Linked DNA regions of Triticum aestivum: region 1 is linked to region 2. A link is a contact called in public Hi-C data. All regions are on one chromosome and are shown on one strand. The core of a region is the stretch at or near the end of the contact, and the rest is flanking DNA. Distances in the headings are between cores, read along the strand shown. Region 1 holds the start of LOC123181954. Region 2 holds the start of LOC123181953 (BI1-like protein).

Region 1 (4,845 bases), core at 63-2,562, 500 kb before region 2:
TGTAACATATCAATTAACCTAGGAATCCTTTTGATCCTGCAAGATTGCATATGCAGTACACGCAGAGCTATCAGACGTTGGCAAAACTCTGCTGGGATATCGGTGATTGCGCACTTGTTCTCAGACAAAAGCATATTTTCATCTCTGAGCAATATTAGGGTCCTCAAACTTTCCAATTCAAACAATTCTGGTGGAAGCTTACTTGTTTCACAATCAACAAGTAAGGAGAGGCACCTGGCATCACATGAAGGCCAAATTATTTCCTTTCTAGCATCTATTGCTAAGTGGAATCCCCGACTAATCCTTTGTGCAAGAAGTTGCATCCCAGGATGCATCTTGTAAACAGTGTTTCCTCTGTGTCGAGATTTCTGGACTACACCATAGAAGTGTTCTGTCATTATCTTGGAGAAGTAGAGATGCATGTCAGATTTGCTGCTTATCAGTTTTATGAGCTCATCAGCAACAAACATGTCAGTCAGTTGTTCAGGTGTAAAGCTATGAACTAGGAGCAGTGAGCAGTAAAGAAAGCATTGCTGGATGCTTGGAGGGAGATGTTGGTAGCTGACATAAGCCGCATCCAACAAAAGACGGTCTGCATAGAAGACGAGATCAAATCTGCTCAGGACATGCTGCCAAGCGACCTGAGTTTTCCGTATGCTCTTCAGCTTGTTTGATGCGCTGAGTAGTAACGAGGGCACGCCAGCACATGTTTCAGCAATCATTTTTCTGATTGGAATGAGCCGTGGTGGCAACTCTGCAGGATTTTGCATCCATTGTGTGAGCAGACTTGAAGAATGAGCTGGCAAGAGACACTGTAAGGTGTATGGTTTGAGGGACTTGGTCAATGTTACAACATCAGGGATGCGACTAGTGACAATCATCTTGCTTCCGGGCTTTCCAGCACTATCAAGGACTTCCATCAGCTCCTGCCATTTCTTCCGATCCTGATCCCACGCATCATCCAGTACAATGAAAAATCTCTGCCCACTGAGTTTCTCTTTGACAAGGTACTTCAGTTTCACGGAGTCCTCCTGCTCTATCATTTCTTCTTCTGGCGAATCACTTGTGCTACACTGCTGGGTGGTTAGAACTTGTGCTATTCTACTCAATATCACCATGGTGTTAAACTCACGAGGTACCGAAACCCAAATCCGATCATCACCAAAGGTATCAACAACCCATGGATGCCAGAATACTAGCTGAGCGAGGGTAGTCTTCCCGATTCCAGCCATTCCCGTTATGGGGAGAATTGACAAGCCGGGTGTGCTGTCATCAGTTTGCATCATTCTTAGGACATCGTCCAATTCTCTCTCTCTACCAAGTACACCTTCAGGTTTGCCACATGTTCTCTGGCAACTCATAGCTTCCTGGATATCTGTATGTTTGGCTGGAAGTCTGATTCTATATGTTTGTGCATAGCAGTTTTTCAAGCTAGCTACTGCCTCTCTTATCTTATTGACACGGCGAAAATGGAACCTCCGAAAGATGGGCGAGCTGCATACCTGATGAAATGAGAAAATGCCCCCCTTTTTTCTCAGATGGCGAGAGATCCTATTCAGCGCGTCATCAGTATCAAGTGTGAGAGACCAGAGCCTCTGCAGAAGCTGGAGGTACTGCTCGTTGTTGACGTTGATCATAAGAACTGCACTCTCATCGATGCGACTGATCCTCCAATGGATCATCCTGAAATGTGTCTGCAGGTCCTGAAGTAGGCTTCCAATGCCAAGCAACCGGCCCACCTCCAGGACAGGTTCCGATTTCAGCTTTTCCACCATTGCATGTAGCAGATGCTCCACTGACATGGTTTTTCTCTTCTATCCTAGACTTCTTTCTGAGAAATATGATTGCCTTCAACTATGCCCGCACTTGGAAGGAGAATATTTATTTTGAAGAGCAAGATCTGGAGGACTTTTTCCTCGTCATGAACTTGCCTTTCTTTAGGTGGGCTTGTTGACTACCTGTGCATTTTTTTTCATTTTTCTTATTTAGGCACATTACTAGGAAACTTCGTGGATTTTTCTTAGGTCACTACAGTTTTCTTCCATCTGCCATTAAAACTTAGTTTTGTAATGGGTGGCAGGGGTCAGTGCTGTACTGTTGGAACGTCACTGTCTCACAGCTGTCTTTTTTCCTACACCGTTGGGTCATTAAATTTTCCTTCCTACAGTCATCGGAATTTAATTTTGTATATGTGGTGGGCCTTAGTGATGTGCTGTTGGAACGTCACTGTCTCACTGATGCCTTTGTTTGAAATATGGGCAGGTATTCTATGGTAACTTATGGTTATTTATTTATTTGTGGCATATTTTTCGACGATTGGATCAGTGTAGAATCAGACACAAGCACATCCCAAAGCTTATCCAAAGGCCAGGAAACCTGACAGAGTTAACCGGCAACTTACAAATAGCAAACCTGGTTAAATATTACTAGTACAGTTTCCTTGGAGTTTCCAATTGACATGTTCTCAGTCCACAAGTAAGACTTGGCAGTTGTCATTATAATACTTCTGAAAGATTCTTGGGTAGGAACCTGCCGTGCAGTTTCCTGGTTCCCATCTTGCAAATTCTGCTTATTGGTACTGCAAGCTGAACTTCGCCATGGTTTGCAGAACAATAAACTTGAGAAGATCTGTCGTGCTGTAAAACAACTGAGGTACTTGTGCTATTTATTGAAGCTTCCATTGGTCTCCAGCATATCACTAATCAGTTCTGGTTGTCCTGCAGAAAGATTACCAGCTGTTTCTTTCCAGATCATATTTGTTTGATCATACTTTTAATCTTCAGTACTGGTTCCATCAGTCGTTATGCTTGTCAACCAAAGCATCGAGGAAGATGTGTTTGAGCCAATGGTTTCGCGTGTTACTGAAATTGGACGCCGCTTCTTTGGGATAGTGAGCTCATCTGAAAATGACGGAAGGGGTCCTACAATGCATGAACTTCCAGAAAAGATCAGATGGGAAGTGCAACATCTCGAAGATGTGTTTGAGGGGATCATGGAAGACAAGGAGGGGGTCTGTGAGAGCGTTAGGTCTGTTAGCAAGGCAGTTTTTAAGTGGCAAAGAAGTTTGGGAGTAACATACCGGAATGCATCTGGAGCTCCTGAACCTTTGGAGGTAATGAAATGGGCAGTTGAGCATCAAGAGGGGTGGGTTGAGGATGGTACCACATCAGTAGCCAGTACTGAGACACTGTCTTTTGATGAAAATGAGCTTTTTGAATCACTTCGAGACCTTAAGACCGCAGAAGGTGGCTCAGAAGCTCGTCTCCTGGATGGCATCAGGAGTGGGATGCAGTGCATCAACGATGTTCTTGCCACCGTTCGATCAAGAATGGAAGCAGCCAACGGGAGCTTGCGTATTGTAGACCATGTCTTCTCCCCAGTATTGAAACTTATAAAAACCATTGATCATCTAGTATCAGCAGCTACTGATGGCGGAGACAAATCTGAGAACTATAAGTTGCTTGCCAAGATTGATGGCCAAGTAAAATGCTTGCAGGATGCACTACATGTGATTGATATAAATAAGAGAGAGGTTGATGAAAGCTTTAGAACAATGGAAGCTCTCATCGAGCCACTATTGTCACGCCTTAAAGACACTTGCAATGTTCAATTGGAACCTTCGAGCTTCCAAGATGAGATCAATGTCAAAGACGGCATTGATCACTTGGTACATGTACTTGACATGATTGAGAAAAAGAAGCAGGATGGAAATGCTAACTTCAGCATTGTCAATGCAGCCTTCTCGCCGTTATTGACATGTTTGAACACCATCAGGCACCTCTCATTAGAAGCCTTAGCCCATGAAGACAAATCAGGTGCTTTTATTCTCTTGGGCAATATCAGCGATGAGTTGTCACAGCTCAAAGATGTACTCCAGAAGGTCCAGGAGAATGAAAAAGGGATATACAGTAACTTTGATGCCATTGAGCAACATCTTGATGATCTTTTTGAGGGGCCTATGATAGATGCTGAAGGCTCCTTAAAACTTCAGCAGATGGGTGGCCTGCGAGAAAAGCTCTGTGCGATTAATAAAGAGATATCAAATATATGGGGAAAGGTGGATGACTCTTTCAACGTCCAGGATGTCTCCATCAGATCGATGGCTGCAAGGCATGAAGCTTCATCTTCTCGTCCATTGATGCCAGCAGCAGATAAATTCAACATTAACAGGGAAAGTGTGCAGATGTGGAAGCTGAAGGATAGCATTAATGGACTGGAGACGAGGTTGAGACAGTGCCTTTTGTGCCTTGCTGTGTTCCCAGAGGATGCAGTCATCAAGAAGAGGCTGCTAATTCATTGGTGGATTGGAGAAGGCTTTGTGAGTTCAGTTTCCGAGGGGAAGAATGTTTTTAATGAGCTGCTTATCACCAAGGGATTCATTAAGCCAGTTAAGAAATACCACTGCAACAAAGTCCACGGGTGCAAGGTGCAACCGTCGATCCGTGCGCTACTGATTGAAGCTGCAAAGAGCGCAGCATTTGTTGAGCTCAATTCTGACGGCAGCTCCAAGAATGACTTCACCAGAACCCGGCGTGCATGTCTGCAGGATGGGAAGATCCTTACCAGTTTCCATCGCGATGCGCTGACAATCTACAATATTAAACAACAGTATCTGGAGTTAGACAAGACATGGTTTTCCGGAAAGACATGTTTGAGCACTGTGCAGTTAGGACGATGGCAGGATTCAGATTATGACCCTCGGGCGCATCACGTAGAGTTGAACAATGCTGAGTTCCTAAAGCAGGTCAAGTCATGCAAGCAATTGAAGTACCTGAGCTTCAGAGGGATATCGAGAATCGAGGCCCTTCCAACCTCGATTGGAAAGCTCACAAGACTTGTCATCCT
Region 2 (5,415 bases), core at 2,571-5,070:
CTCCGAGTATCGGAGAGGTATCTCTGGGCCCTCTCGGTAATGCACATAATGATAAGCCTGACAAGCAATGTGACTAATGAGTTAGTTGCGGGATGATGCATTATGGAACGAGTAAAGAGACTTGCCGGTAACGACATTGAACTAGGTATGAAGATACCGACGATTGAATCTCGGGCAAGTAACATACCGATGACAAAGGGAATAACGTATGTTGTCATTACAGTACGACCGATAAAGATCTTCGTAGAATATGTGGGAACCAATATGAGCATCCAGGTTCCGCTATTGGTTATTGACCAGAGAGGTGTCTAGGTCATGTCTACATAGTTCTCGAACCCGTAGGGTCCGCACGCTTAACGTTCGATGACGATTTTGTATTATATGAGTTATGTAATTTGTTGACCGAATGTTGTTCGGAGTCCCGGATGAGATCATGGACATGACGAGGAGTCTCGAAATGGTCGAGAAGTAAAGATTCATATATTGGACGATGATATTCGGACACCGGAAGTGTTCCGGGGGTACCGGGTGCATACCGGGTCATCGGAAGGGGTTCCGGGCATCCCCCCGGCAACTACATGGGCCTTAATGGGCCAAGAGGGGGATAGACCAGCCCCTAAGGGGCTGGTGCGCCCCTCCCATATGGGCAGGCCAAATTGGAGTAGAAAAGGAGAAGGAAGAAAGGAAAAAAAGGGAATAGGATCCCCCTTCCCGCTCTTCCCTTCCTACTCCGAATAGGAATAGGAAAGGGGGGAGACCGAATTGGGAGGATCCCAAGTAGGATCCCTCCTACTTGGGGCGCCCCCTTGGCCGCCTCTCCTCCCCTCCAACCTATATATATGAAGGGGGGCACCGCTAGAACACACACCAACAATTGTTAGCCGTGTGCGGCGCCCCCCTCCAAAGTTTACGCTCCGGTCATATCTTCGTAGTGCTTAGGTGAAGCCCTGCGCGGATCACTTCACCATCACCGTCACCAGGCCGTCATGCTGACGGAACTCTCCCTCGACACTTTGCTGGATCAAGAGTTTGAGGGACGTCATGGAGCTAAACGTGTGCAGAACTCGGAGGTGCCGTACGTTCGGTGCTTGATCGGTCGGAACGAGAAGAAGTTCGACTACATCAACCGTGTTATCAAATGCTTCCGCTTTCGGTCTATAAGGGTACGTAGACACACTCTCCCCCTCTCGTTGCTATGCATCTCCTAGATAGATCTTGCGTGAGCATAGGAAATTTTTTGAAATTGCCTGCTACGTTCCCCAACAGCCTAGGCCATATTTCTTCTTGTTTGAGAGCTTCCCGAAGCTTAGCCGCTGTTCTCTTTTCTTCCTCCGATGGGCCTCGCCTGATGGACTGCCTCCGCAGCTTATCTAACTTTTTCTGAAGCTGACGAACTGATCTGGTGAGGCATCCAAATTCTCATGTTCCCCAAGGTTCAAGTGTTCGCTGCAACGCACCCAACGATTCAACTATCCCTTGCAGTCCTGGGGAACGATTCTGCTGCAACCATGTTTCTGTGACTAAATTCTCATAGTCCATATGAGTCTGCCACACGTTCTCATATCAAAACTGTCTCGATCGTCGACCGCCATGATCATGTGGTTTGTCTCTGATTTCAGCAACAATGAAACAGTGGTCCGGCTCCACCGCACTGATATGACGTACTCGAATGAATTCATAATGCTGACGAAAAGCCTCGTTCGCAAAGGCACGATCAAGCCTGGCCTTGACGTTAGCATCTCCATCCTGTCTATTGTCCCAAGTATAGGGCAATCCAGTCCACCCTAGGTCTTGGAAAGCAACATCATCAACAACCTCTCTGAAGGCTCGCATTTGCCATTCCGGTCGGGCCGATCGACTAAAATGCTCATCACCATACAGAGTCTCGTTGAAATCACCCATGCATAGCCATCCAGCATGCGGCAATGCATACAGGGTTCTTAGAAAGCGCCAACTATGGTGTCTATTCTCAGCTCTAGGTGCTCCATAGAAACCCGTGAATCTCCACTCTAGGGAGTTTTGATCCTTCATCCGCACCATTTATCAATATGGACGGAACTATAATTTTTCAACTGAACATCATATTCCTTGGACCAGAAAAGACCTATACCACCACTTAGTCCTTCACTGTCCACAGCAAAGCATCCCGCGAAACCTAGTTGGTGACGCAGATCTTCTACTCTTTTCGCCCTGATTTTAGTCTCCATAACAAACAGCAGGGCAGGAACTTCTTGCTTCACAATGCCGCGAAGCTCACGAACCGCCTCAGGGTTCCTAAGCCTCCAGCAGTTCCATCTCAAACAATTCATTGCGACCGGCAGGGCTGCAACGCAGCCTCTGCCGAATTTTCAGGTGTAGGTTTCTTTTTCTTAGTGTCCCGTACAAGCTCTTCCTCCTCTTCATGAGAAGTATGTCCATCACCCTCCATTACCTTACCAGCCAGATGATCAGTGTGTACGGAGCTGTTACCATCGGTAAGGAGAAGCTGACGACTTGCTACTGGCCGATACACTTGTTTTGGCGCCTCTTTCCTCTTATTATTCTGTGATCTATTTTTCAGTGGAGAGTTCACCTCCACTTGTTCCTTGCCAACAGTAGTTGAATTCCGGGACTCCCTCTGGCTGCTCATGTGTGCGTGCTATTCTTTCGATGTGTCGTCGCCAGATGTCGTCCTTCTTTTATCCTCTGGTGCCCTTAACTTAGGGCCAAACTGCAGTTCTCCTTTCTCATCCCCAGGTCCTGGGTTGGGGCAAAAAGGGTCGTGACCTAGACGGCCGCAAGAGAAGCAAGAGTGTGGCACTTGCTCGTATTGTATGTCATATAGATCAGTTTTGCCCCTCTTGGCTGATTCGATCAAGATCCACCTCCCCAATGGCTTCTTGACGTCAATAGAGACTCTCGCACGCAAATATCCACCAACATGATCAAACTGAATAGAAGTGGCTGCCTTATCAATTTGCTGCGCAATCAATTTTCCCCATGTATCGTTTCGCAGATTGCATGGGAGATTTGGAACCCTAGCCCATAAGCTGAGCCGGTTAAACTAAACCTCATCAGGTCTCATGCAATCCTCAAACTCAGCCAATATGACGGCATTTTTGTTGATATGCCAAGGTGAACCTTCCCAAATCCTTTCGCGATCGCGCTGGGATTCGAATTCTGCCACAAAGGTGTTCTCTCCTATCGATCGGAATTGGAGTCCCATAGGGTTTCCCCACGCCGACCGAAGTGCATTGGTTATGGTCTGAATATGGAGGAGATTCCGATGCAAGACCCTGCCCGCCAAGAGCCACTTTTTCGGTTTCCCTTCTTCCCTATCATCAATCACCAGCGGTGTCGCCTCCTCGTCGGTGATCCCTAGTTTCCTGAGTTTCTCCTCGAGCAAGACCCTAGCCGTTCGTGGGGAGGCTGGATCCGCTGCCCGATGATCGCCGCTGGCTGATGCAGACATCTTCTAGCGGAATCCAGGGGCGCAACGCCGTGAAGATCCGGCGTACGCCGTCGAGTTCCGCTCGAAACCCTACTCGCCAGAGGTTTTTAGGTCTCACGGAAAAAAGCGAGGGTGCCAGGTTTCTGAGGGGAAAAACTTACACACACATACGAGTAAACAAGTGTACAGTACATGTATTTAGGACTAACTTGACACTCATCGATTAATCATTTGTGGTGTATTTTACTCTTTTTAGGCAAAAAATAATTTTCAAGAAAAAATAACATGCCAAATTGGGCCCACAGGGCAGAAAAGTTCGGCACCACCCACGAGTACGCGTAGCGCTAGCGAATAGATATACACACACACAGCACCATTTCTCCCCGAAGAAAAAACAAATCTATATAGTATCCCCAATTCGCCGCCCATCGAACAAACCGCGTCCCAACCGAAATCCCCAATTCCCCACCCCAGAGCGTCGGCGAGAGAGATGGCGTCGGCGACGGAGATGCAGCCGCTGGCACCGTCGGGCTACCGCCGGGCGCCGGAGATGAAGGAGAAGGTGGAGGCGTCGTCGATCGACCTGGAGGCGGGGAACGGGGAGACGCTCTACCCGGGGATCTCGCGCGGGGAGAACGCCCTCCGCTGGGGCTTCATCCGCAAGGTCTACGGCATCCTCTGCGCGCAGCTGGTCCTCACCACCGTCGTCTCCGCCATCACCGTCTTCCACCCCACCCTCAACGCCACGCTCTCCAACTCGCCCGTCCTCGCGCTCGTGCTCGCTGTCCTCCCCTTCATCCGTAAGTGCTCTAGTTTTCTCTCCCGTCTGGTGCCATCCTTGACCTTGTCGTGGCGCGTTTATTCTGTGATGAATCTGACGACACCTAGAAATTCGTTGACCTCGCCTCAATTAGCAGTTTGCTTGACCCGTTGGTTGTAGGACGCCCAGCTGTTCGAATCAACAGCGTAGATCGTGGATCTAGCTAGTTCAAGATGCAATAGTTTGATCCAGTGGATTTGGGTTACAAATTTTAGTTACATTATATGTGTTTTTCTTCTTTCCAAATCGAATTGTGAATTAAGATGAAGCCGTTCATAATCAGCAAGCAACGAATCCATGGTGATATACATGCAATAGGAATAATGCTGAAACTGTTACCATGCCCTTAATAACATGATATATGTATTCTAGTTTGACTGTAGTTGTGTGCAACGGGCCTATATGAAGGGTTATATGCACCTGTGGTTTGCCTCCACGACATAGGGCCTGAAGACATCAGAGTTTCTTCAGACAACTTAATGTGGAGTCGAGTTTGGAGTGTAGCCAGCAGGACAGGGTTCTAAATAGACGCCTTGATGGTTGCCACCACTCAAGGTAGCCACTATATGGATATACATCAAATGTCAAGGTTTAGTAGGCCTTGGTACTCCCTCCGTCCGGAAATATTTGTCGGAGAAATGGATGTATCTAGATGCATTTTAGTTCTAGCATTGTTTTAATGGCGTATTGTGTTTTATGGCGAGCGACCCCCTTTACAGCATTATAGCGACGATATAGCGACGCCATAAAGGTATTGCGATCCTGGGTCTGTATGGCGATTGACCCCCTTCACACCTGTATATCGTCACTATAGCGACAAGATACGGACGCCTTTAAAACAATGAGCTCTAGATACATCCATTTTTATCCATTTCTCCGACAAGTATTTTCAGACGGAGGGAGTATCAGTTTAGCATGCCTTGAGGTGCGGTAAAGGCCTTCATAGCGACCAGAGTTTTTTGTTCAATTTGTTTCCTTGATAAAATAATTGGCTTCCCCAACAACCTAATTGACAGCACAAAACATGGATGGGATAGTGTTTACACTTTGACTCAAATGAAAGTGAGCTGGGGGACTTGGTACTTGATGACCATTCTGATAGTGTTGGCCATGTTGGAAGTGAGAGAGACTAGAAAGTTTGGGACCGACTATAAGTCAGGTACCT

What was found. A called contact is a pair of places that touch in the nucleus more often than the background predicts.
Region 1: a Hi-C map of leaf shows a contact between it and region 2, with 7 times the contacts expected there. The contact joins the promoter of LOC123181954 here to the promoter of LOC123181953 in region 2. A contact is called at or near these places in 3 of 5 Hi-C or Micro-C datasets (all in leaf).

Annotation. Positions count from the first base shown.
Region 1 is chr1D:346,068,910-346,073,754 of IWGSC CS RefSeq v2.1, reverse strand. LOC123181954 reads left to right here and starts at 1,312. Exons shown (of 6, transcript XM_044594376.1): 1 at 1,312-1,333; 2 at 1,423-1,610; 3 at 1,701-1,750; 4 at 1,824-1,941; 5 at 2,263-2,652; 6 at 2,724-4,845. The coding sequence starts at 2,804. It overlaps LOC123181955 (putative disease resistance protein RGA1), which reads right to left and starts at 1,802. Exons shown (of 3, transcript XM_044594380.1): 1 at 1-1,802. The coding sequence starts at 1,802.
Region 2 is chr1D:345,574,462-345,579,876 of IWGSC CS RefSeq v2.1, reverse strand. It overlaps LOC123181953 (BI1-like protein), which reads left to right and starts at 3,820. Exons shown (of 4, transcript XM_044594375.1): 1 at 3,820-4,230. The coding sequence starts at 3,921.